Regions from separate parts of the Mus musculus genome. Here region 2 is linked to region 1. The links are chromatin contacts, called in public promoter capture Hi-C maps. All regions are on one chromosome and are shown on one strand. Each heading gives the region's core, a stretch centred on a gene start, on an enhancer-like site or on the middle of the called end of the contact. The rest is flanking DNA. Distances are from core to core; before and after follow the strand shown. Region 1 holds the start of Rsl24d1 (ribosomal L24 domain containing 1). Region 2 holds the start of Bcl2l10 (Bcl2-like 10).

What was found. Promoter capture Hi-C pulls out the DNA fragments that hold promoters and counts their contacts.
Region 2: a promoter capture Hi-C map of embryonic stem cells shows a contact between it and region 1, with 6 times the contacts expected there. The contact joins the promoter of Bcl2l10 here to the promoter of Rsl24d1 in region 1. A contact is called at or near these places in 2 of 39 promoter capture datasets (embryonic stem cells and hippocampal neurons).

What each region holds. Positions count from the first base shown.
Region 1 is chr9:73,111,733-73,116,167 of GRCm38.p6, forward strand. It overlaps Rsl24d1 (ribosomal L24 domain containing 1), which reads left to right and starts at 1,737. Exons shown (of 6, transcript NM_198609.2): 1 at 1,737-1,851; 2 at 3,156-3,269. The coding sequence starts at 1,771.
Region 2 is chr9:75,346,002-75,350,436 of GRCm38.p6, forward strand. It overlaps Bcl2l10 (Bcl2-like 10), which reads left to right and starts at 1,757. Exons shown (of 2, transcript NM_013479.2): 1 at 1,757-2,354. The coding sequence starts at 1,902.

The DNA.
Region 1 (4,435 bases), core at 487-2,986:
ATTTCAATATACGATCAGCAGGTAAATATCAAGCCAGTATGGTGGCACACCTCTACAGTATCAGCACAGATCATGATTTCTAGGGAACCCTGTGCTGTATATTGAGACGGAGACCTCAAAAACAGAACGAGGCACTGGAGAGATGACTCAGAGGCTAAGAGCACTGGCTGCTCTTCCAGAGGACTTGGGTTCAGTCCCAGGGTCCACATGGAGACTCGCACCTATCTCTATCTCCAGTTCCCGGGATCCTATGCCCTCTTCTGACATTGGCTGGCACAGCACACACAATGTGCACATACTAAACAAGTAAAACACATAAAATAATACGATTTAAAAAATAGCAAGGCATGGTAGTACACTCCTTTTTTAAAAAAAGATTTATTTATTATTATTATATGTAAGTACACTGTAGCTGTCTTCAGACACACCAGAAGAGAGTGTCAGATCTCATTAGGGATGGTTGTGAGCCACCATGTGGTTGCTGGGACTTGAACTCAGATCTTTGGAAGAGCAATCAGTGCTCTTAACCGCTGAGCCATCTCTCCAGCTCCCACCCCTCCCCTTTAAAATATTTTATTTTTATTTTCACGTGCATTGGTATTTTGCCTATAAGTCCTCTGGACCCAGGTCCTCTGGAAGAGCAGTGCTCATCACTTCAGCCCCTCTCCTTTAAAATTTATTTTATATGTGTAGGAAGTTTGGTTACATATATGTCAGTGTACTGTGTGTATGTATGCCCGGTGCCTGTGGAGGCCAGAAGAGGGCATCAGATCCCTTGGAACTGGAGTTACAGATGGTTGTGAACTGTCATGTGAGTTCTGGGAATCAAATCTGGGTCCTCTGGAAGAACAACCAGTGCTCTTAACCCTAGAGCCATCTCTCCAGCACCTGGTAGCACACCCCTTTAATCCCAGTACTAAGGAGGCAGAGGTAGGGAGATCTCTTATTAGATCGAGTCCAGCTTGGTTTACATAGCCAGTTCCAGATTACACAAAACGAGACCCTCTGCCAAAATACAAAATCAGTTAAGCATCCCTTGGACCCACATGGTGAGAGGAAAGAACCAACTCGTCCAAGCTGTCCTGACTTTGAGTAGGTTGCTCTCCTAAGACCAGGGTGGAAGTTTTTTTTTTTTTTTTTAATTTTATTTTGTTTTATTATATGTAAGTACACTGTAGTTGTCTTCATTCACTCCAGAAGAGGGAGTCAGATCTCTTTAGGGATGGTTGTGAGCCACCATGTGTTGCTGGGATTTGAACTTCAGACCTTCAGAAGAGCAGTTGGGTGCTCTTACCCACTGAGCCATCTCACCAGCCCCGGGTGGAAGGTTTTAGTTGTGTACTCCTGCCAAGTCCTTTGGGGAAGACAAGCCTGGAGTAAAGCAGACTTTGGTACAATCCGGTGTGGGGGAGCGTGCCCGTGGCAAAGCACAAGCACCGCAATAGCGCTATGGAATGAGTATACCGGGAAAAATTCCAAAGCGCCCGTACGGTAGATCTCACAGAACCAAAAAGTCAAACTCCCAGATGCAGTCTATAGCCTCTGCGTCTGCGCGGGACGCTGCTGCTGCTGCTGCTGCTGCTGCTGCTGCTGCTGCTGCTGCTGCTGCTGCGCACACGCGGGTCAGGTGGTGCCTTTACCTTCAGCTCATTCATATTCTAAGATACCATTTCCGGGTCGGGTCAGGGACTCGCTTCCGGCGACTAGGAAGTGACGTACCACTTCCTCTCCAGCTCCGCGTCCCGAAGGTGGGTCCCACGCGGGGTCAACATGAGGATCGAAAAGTGTTATTTCTGCTCCGGGCCGATCTACCCGGGGCACGGCATGATGTTCGTCCGCAACGATTGCAAGGTGAGGCGGCCGTGGCCCGCACGCTCCGGACGGCTCGGGGACTGGAGCGCGCTCTGCTCGCGCCGGGTTCTGAACGCCGTGGAGTGGCCTGGGCTGGACCCGGCGTCGGTTCACTGCCGGCGAGGTCTCCTCGTTGCTGTCAGACGCTCATCTCATCCGCAGGCCACCCGGCTTGCCGCAGGGTCAGGAAGTCGGTCGAATTAATGCTTAAGGAGGCTCATGCTCTCGTACAGTGGGAGGTGGGGTTGTCTGTAGCGGTTAATGGACATGGTGCCTGAGCCTTATAGACTTTTGCATTGTTGCTGGAGATGAGCTAGGAGAAAGACAGCATGGGGGTTCTTTGGGGGGGATTAACTGGCTACTTCGGCAGCCTTCACTATCCCACTTCTTGAAGGTTCTCACGGAATGAAGTATGTAAGCAAAAGCATTATGATTTGTGCCGCATGCACAGGCTTTCTTAGTTTAGGTTTCTGTTTCTGAGCGGGTCACACATTTTAGTTACCATACTCAGCTTTCTTTGCTAGCGCCCAGTAACCTCAAAGGCTTACTTTTTATGTTGCTTCCAGTGACACACAGAAATTGCATTATTAATTATTTTTGGTTTTTCGAGACAGGGTTTGGTTTTTCTGTATAGCTCTGGCTGTCCTGGAACTCACTCTGTAGACCAGGCTCAGAAATCCGCCTGCCTCTTGTCTCTCCCAAGAGCTGGGATTAAAGGCGTGCGCCACCACTGCCAGGCTCCAGATAGCGTTTTGTTGTTGTTGTTGTTTTTTGTTTGTTTGTTTGTTTTGTTTTTTTGTTTTTTTTTGTTTTTTTTTTCCGAGACAGGGTTTCTCTGCATAGCCCTGGCTGTCCTGGGACTCACTTTGTAGACCAGGCTGGCCTCGAACTCAGAAATCCGCCTGCCTCTGCCTCCCAAGTGCTGGGGATTAAAGGCGTGCGCCACCACGCCCGGCTGAGAAGGTCTTTAAGGAGCTTTTTCTTAGACTATTCCTTCACTTAAGGCCAGTGTAAGGTATTATTCTCTAAAGTGATTAGTGATGGTTTCCGGGTGCTTAGCCTGGTAGAGATGATGTCGGACACCCATCAAACACTTGAGTGTCCTTCTGTTCTGATGTCGCATGTGATTCTAGGTGTTGTCCTTAGTTCTTATGTGAGTGTCTTTTTTTTTTTTGCTTTACAGTAGTTTTTTGTTTGTTTGCTTTTTCTTTTTGGTTGGCTGGGGGGGGCCGGGGGGGGCATGTAGAAACATTTTTATTGTTGACTCTTCAGCTCCTCGGTATTTTAACTTGAGTGTCCTGTAGGTGTTCCGATTCTGCAAATCCAAGTGTCATAAAAACTTTAAGAAGAAGAGAAACCCACGCAAGGTCAGGTGGACTAAAGCCTTCCGGAAAGCAGCTGGCAAGGAGCTCACGGTGGTGAGTGCGGGTGGTGGCCTGGCCTGAGCATGGGCCCCGCAGTGTGCCTGCTTCTTTATTTCTCATACTCACACGATCCTAAAGTCCATTGTTCTGTAGACTTCTAAAAAGTGAAAAACTGCTACCCTAGTATGTAAAAGTTGGTTTGTTTATTTTTTGTTCTTTTTTCTTTTCTTTTGTTTCTTCTCTGTCTCTCTTTCTCTGTCCCTGTCTGTGTCTCTCTCTTCTCCCCAAAACTGTTTTTGGCTTTGGCAAAGAAGAAGAAAAATCATGTAAATGGGTTGGATGAAGTGGGAACTTGGACTTTCAGGGCTGGGTGGAGGTTGGGAGATGAGCTGAAGAGCCCCTGAGTAGCACTGGGGCTCAGGTGTGGTTTGTAACAGACACGTACTGGTTTCTGCGTGTCCTTGGTAGGACTCTGTCGGAGAACAAAAGCTAGAAGTGTTGGTATTAGGGCAAGCCAAGGGCTGAGGTAAGGGTACTTGGTGTCTGAAGAGGGAGGTGACAGAAGCCGCAGGTGTTCTTTGCTGGAGGTAGAAGTTTTAAGTTGTGCCCCTCTGTGGCTGTCCCTTCCCCCAAAACCTGTGACCTGCCTCCTTCCTGTCACTTAGAGGTATAACCTATAAGCCAGACCCAGGTTCCTAATCCCAGGGCTGTCTAGTGAACACAGCTGCTGGCCATGTAGGATGGGAAGCCAAATCAGTTACTTTTCAGAAATAGTCTTCAGGGACGGTGAGGCAGCAGGATCTCTTTAATGCCCAAGATGGAGGGTGCCAATCCTGCTCCTCCCCTACCCCAGCTGCCTTACTGCCTAGGATACTGTGAGCGAGGAGAATCTCACACTTGTAAATGAAATAGCTAGCATAGAGTTGATATTCTGTATCTTCTGTCAGCTACATTTGAAGCAAAGGCACGCCTGCAGCTTTTTAACTATCAAAATACCTGCTTGTGGAGGGCCCCCTGCACCACACGGGTTATCCCTGCAGGTGTGTGGGCTCACAACTCTTCCCTCTAACAGGCTCTTAGACGGAAACGATATGAATTCTTGGTGTTTGATTTTATCTATGAAAAGTGGTTCATATAATGGAATTTCTGTCTGTGATTCTCATCTGGAGCTCGGAAGTGGGGAAAGCCCTTCAGTTGTCTGTAATTCTCACAGCTGCTGG
Region 2 (4,435 bases), core at 507-3,006, 2.2 Mb after region 1:
AAACTCTTCGTGTAATGAGATGCCATGTTAATAGAAATGGTGGCACATACTTTTAAGTTCAGGTACAGAGAAGCAGAGGCCAAAGGATAGCTTGAAGCCAAGAGATCAAGTTCAGCCTCAGCCACATAGTGAGGCCTCATCTTCTCAATGTTTTTGTTTTGCTCTGGTATTTATTTATTTATTCATCTATTTGATTTTTTTTTTTTAATTCTCTGTGTGTGGTCGTGAATACACAGGCCACAGAGCCCACGTGGAGGTCAGAGTATAAACAGTGGAAGTCAGGAAGTCAGATGGAACTCAGGTTGTCAGGCCCAGTTGGTAGCAAGCATCCTTACCCACTGAGCAGTCTCCCTCCCTGCCTCTTGTTATGTTTATAATGAAACAAGGTATCATGGCTGCCTCAAACCTTCTACATTGTCAAGTATGCTTGGGAACTTTCTATCCCTCTGCCTTGGCCTCTCAGATGTTGATCGGCCAGCGTGCCCTGCACACTAGATGCACTAAGACTGTAGGTGCTGCTAGAGATCAGATCCAGGCCTTCCCTCAGGATTCACGCTCTACCAACTGAAATATAGCCCCAGCTCCAAGACCTCATCTTTTAAAAGAATGCTTAATTCTGTTTTGTTTAAGTGTACTGGGAACCAAAGGACACCTCAGACACTGCTAAAAAAACTGGCATTGTGGATGGCCTTGGGTGTCTGACCAGCCAAAGATTTGTTGACCCTGAAAAGAAGGGGGTATGTGTGTCTCTAGATTGTCTGTCTTGTCTTATCCTACTCTGCCTGGCTCTTTGCTTAGTGCTGGCTTTGTAGCCCCAGCCCCATGCTCCTTACAGAGACCCTCAGAATACAGAACAACATTCTTCCAGTCAGCAGAATGGCACTGTCCCCACTTCAGCAGTCTCTGCGGAACTCAGAGTGACAAAAAGCCACATATATTTTTGTCATGTCATTAATATTATGTAAATATCCCTCAGGAGCCCTGAAAGCGTCTCAGGGACTCAGAAGGGTTCTGGATTATACTTCCACACTCTAAAGAGCTCTCTTTGCTGCCCCTCAGGCCCCCAGGAAGACTCTCCTGGATTAAAGCAGAACTCTAGAGAGTGTGGGCTTAAAGAAGGGACCAGGACAACTGGGCAGAGTTGGCCTCTGGGAGAAGGCCTCTGAGGAAACTTGGGGTAACATCAGCATCACAGAATGCCAAAAAGGAGCCCCGAGAGGGCCCACAAAGGCTAGAGCCCAGCAGGCCTGCTCAGTAGAGCAGTGGTTCTCAACCTATGGGTCTCAACCCCTGTGGGAGCCATATATTAGATATCCTACATATTACATATTAGATATTACATTATGCTTCATAACAGTAGCAAAATTACAGTTTTGAAGTAGCAACTATCATTTTATAGTTGGGGTCACCACAACCTGAAGATAGCCGCATTGGGAAAGTTGAGAACCACTGTACTAGAAATGTATCAATGGAGAACAGACAGGCTCTAGGAGGCATTGCTGGTAGGTCAGAAATAGGCAAGAGTCAGGGGTTGGGGCCACCTTGCCTCCTCCAGCCTGGGACAACCACTTGCAAAATGATGGGTATATCCTTAATTCCCAAACAAGTAGGCCAATTGCAATCGCTACCAGCTGGGCCTGATGACTCAAGTCTGTAATCCCAGCAACTCCGGAGGCTGAGGCAGGAGAATGACCTATTCACTCCCTAGAAAGTTCCAGCCCCCATCTATTTAAACCTCAACAATAATCCGAGGGTCTCCCGCTGCTCCTGCTTGCCCCACCCCATGACGCTCTCCTTGTACCAGGTGCAAGTGATATTCCCAAATGTCCAGGTGGGTCAGAGTGGGAAGTAGCTGAGCCTAGAAAGCCTACTGAGGTTGGACCGGGTGCAGGAGCCAAAGGATGGCCGACTCGCAGGACCCACTGCATGAACGCACTAGACGGCTGCTGTCTGACTACATATTCTTCTGCGCACGGGAGCCGGACACCCCAGAGCCACCGCCCACGTCTGTCGAGGCGGCCTTGCTTCGCTCTGTGACTAGGCAGATCCAGCAGGAGCACCAAGAATTTTTTTCCTCCTTCTGCGAAAGCCGGGGCAATCGCCTGGAGCTGGTGAAACAGATGGCAGATAAGTTGCTCTCCAAAGACCAAGACTTCAGCTGGAGCCAACTGGTGATGCTCCTGGCCTTCGCGGGGACGCTTATGAATCAAGGCCCTTACATGGCTGTCAAGCAGAAGAGGGATCTGGGGAATCGTGTCATAGTGACCCGAGACTGCTGTCTCATAGTGAACTTTCTGTATAATCTGCTCATGGGGCGTCGGCACCGCGCCAGGCTGGAGGCTCTCGGCGGCTGGGTGAGACCACTGGAGGAGGGTGACGGAGATGGCTTGGGAGACGGGGCACAGGAGGATGTGTTGAGTGCCTTTACCGCAGGGTCTTATGTAGCCAGCCTAGGCTGGCCTCAAACCTCACCAGATACTACCCTGCCACTATGGTCCTCCTGCTTCTATCCCATGAGCACCAGGATTACAGGCTATGTCATTATGGTGGGTTTTTGTGGTGCTAGAAGGGGAAGCCAGGGCTTTGAGCATACTGGGCAAGAACTAAGTGAGCCACATCTCCAGCCCAGGGATTTCTTTTTTTTTTTTTTTTTTTTTTTTTTTTTTTCAGGGATTTCTTTATAGGCTGCTCTTACTCAATAGCTTTTATAAAACTTCATTCAGGGGCAGTCAGGCACACTTGGCTTACCCTAACTCTTAGCCCAGGACTGTCAGGGAGGGTTGATTAAGTCTAATAGGCCCAAGTGGTATAAAGGGAGCAGTAACCATGCCCAGACTTACCCTTATTAGAGTAAGGCCTTAGGGATTGTGAAATGTGTGGGGCCACCAAGTGAGGAGCCTGACTGGGATCTTTTAGGCCACTGTACTTTTCCCTGCTGGGCAACCTCCAGGCTCATGGCTTTCGGTTGGTCCTTAATCTCGGTGGTGTAGGCTAACGAGGCAGTCCTTAGCCTCCCTCCAGCTGCATGGAGCTATTGATCAAGGAAAACACACAGGATGAGGATAAAAAGCTTGATGGTAGACTGTTAGCATCTGTGAAGCCCTGGGTTCGATCCCCAGCATCACCAGAAAAGAGGAGAGAAAAAGAAAGGAAAGGGGAGGAAAGGGGAGGAAAGGGGAGGAAAGGGGAGGAAAGGGAAGGGAACCCTTCTATCTTAGGTTAGTCCACAACAGGCCCCTTGGAGGCTGAGCTTAGCCTCCTCAGGTTTCTTTACCTCCCTCTTCATTGTGGTTGAATCAAAATGGATACATTATGGGGTAAATATAACTTAACCATTAAAACCTGCTATACAAAACCCAAATGGATTACACTCCTGTCAGGAGTCTGCATTTAAGCTACCTGGGAAAGGCAAGGCAGCAGGACATGTTAGTACCTGCCCTGCTCCTGATGGACGGGTCTCCACTGGGCCCACAGACTGCCTTCAGCCGAGTTTCCAAGGACCCTCTCTGAGCCCTCTGAAGAGGTCATTAAGACCGAGTGTTGATTTCTCCCTCTGCCTCCTGGCTCCTCCCTCTACCTCCTCTCTCTCATAAGCTCTCATCTCAGCCTTGGTCAGATTTTCCTTTTTGGGGGAGAGAGATTCACTATCAGACTTACTAGCACCCTGAGAAGACAACATGGCGACAGCTCTGCATAGAGTTTAGGTCCATAAGGCCAAGCGAGGTCTCTTTAGGTCTCAAAGGCTCCAGAGGAAGGGGTAGGTCGTGTGCCACATAGTGATGAATCCGTCCGTGTGGATGCATGGGTGTGTGTAGCAGTCACCGATGCTAGAGCAGGAGGGGAAGTGGGAAAGATTGGGCCCTTTAGTTAGTGTCTGTTCACGATACAGGATTTGCTACCCATAGCCCTTGATTACTTAGGGTGTCAGGCACCCAGCTGTTCCCTTTGGGGAATAGAGGCTTACGAGTTCCCAGGCTGACTTTCAACAGGGTTATCTGCTATTTCTTTTACACAAGCTGTGAAGGTAGAGAAAGCAGCTGCTGCGAGTCAGCATGGCCTGGATACCCTCTAGTTCACATATAACATTCCCAGCCTTTTTTGGTCTGGAGATAACAGGCGTTAAGTGTCTGATCGCTGTCATACTGACTTGGGTGGTGCGGTCAGCAGGTCTCCCATCTCCGGGTATCTGAGTCAGAGATTGGCACAATAGTAGGATATTGTCCACATGAGTGTGTGTGATGCACCACACAGCAGTCTGGATGAATTGAGAGGGAAAGTGTATTCAAGAGGGGGCCTGTGACCATAAGAACCAAGATACTTATTAAAGGAGTAACCAGAGCTGTGATCCAGGGGGGTCCCCCATGAGTTTTGAAACCATTTTGAATTTGATTTACAGAGAGAGGGTCAAGAGTGACTAGAAGGGCTGAAGATAGAC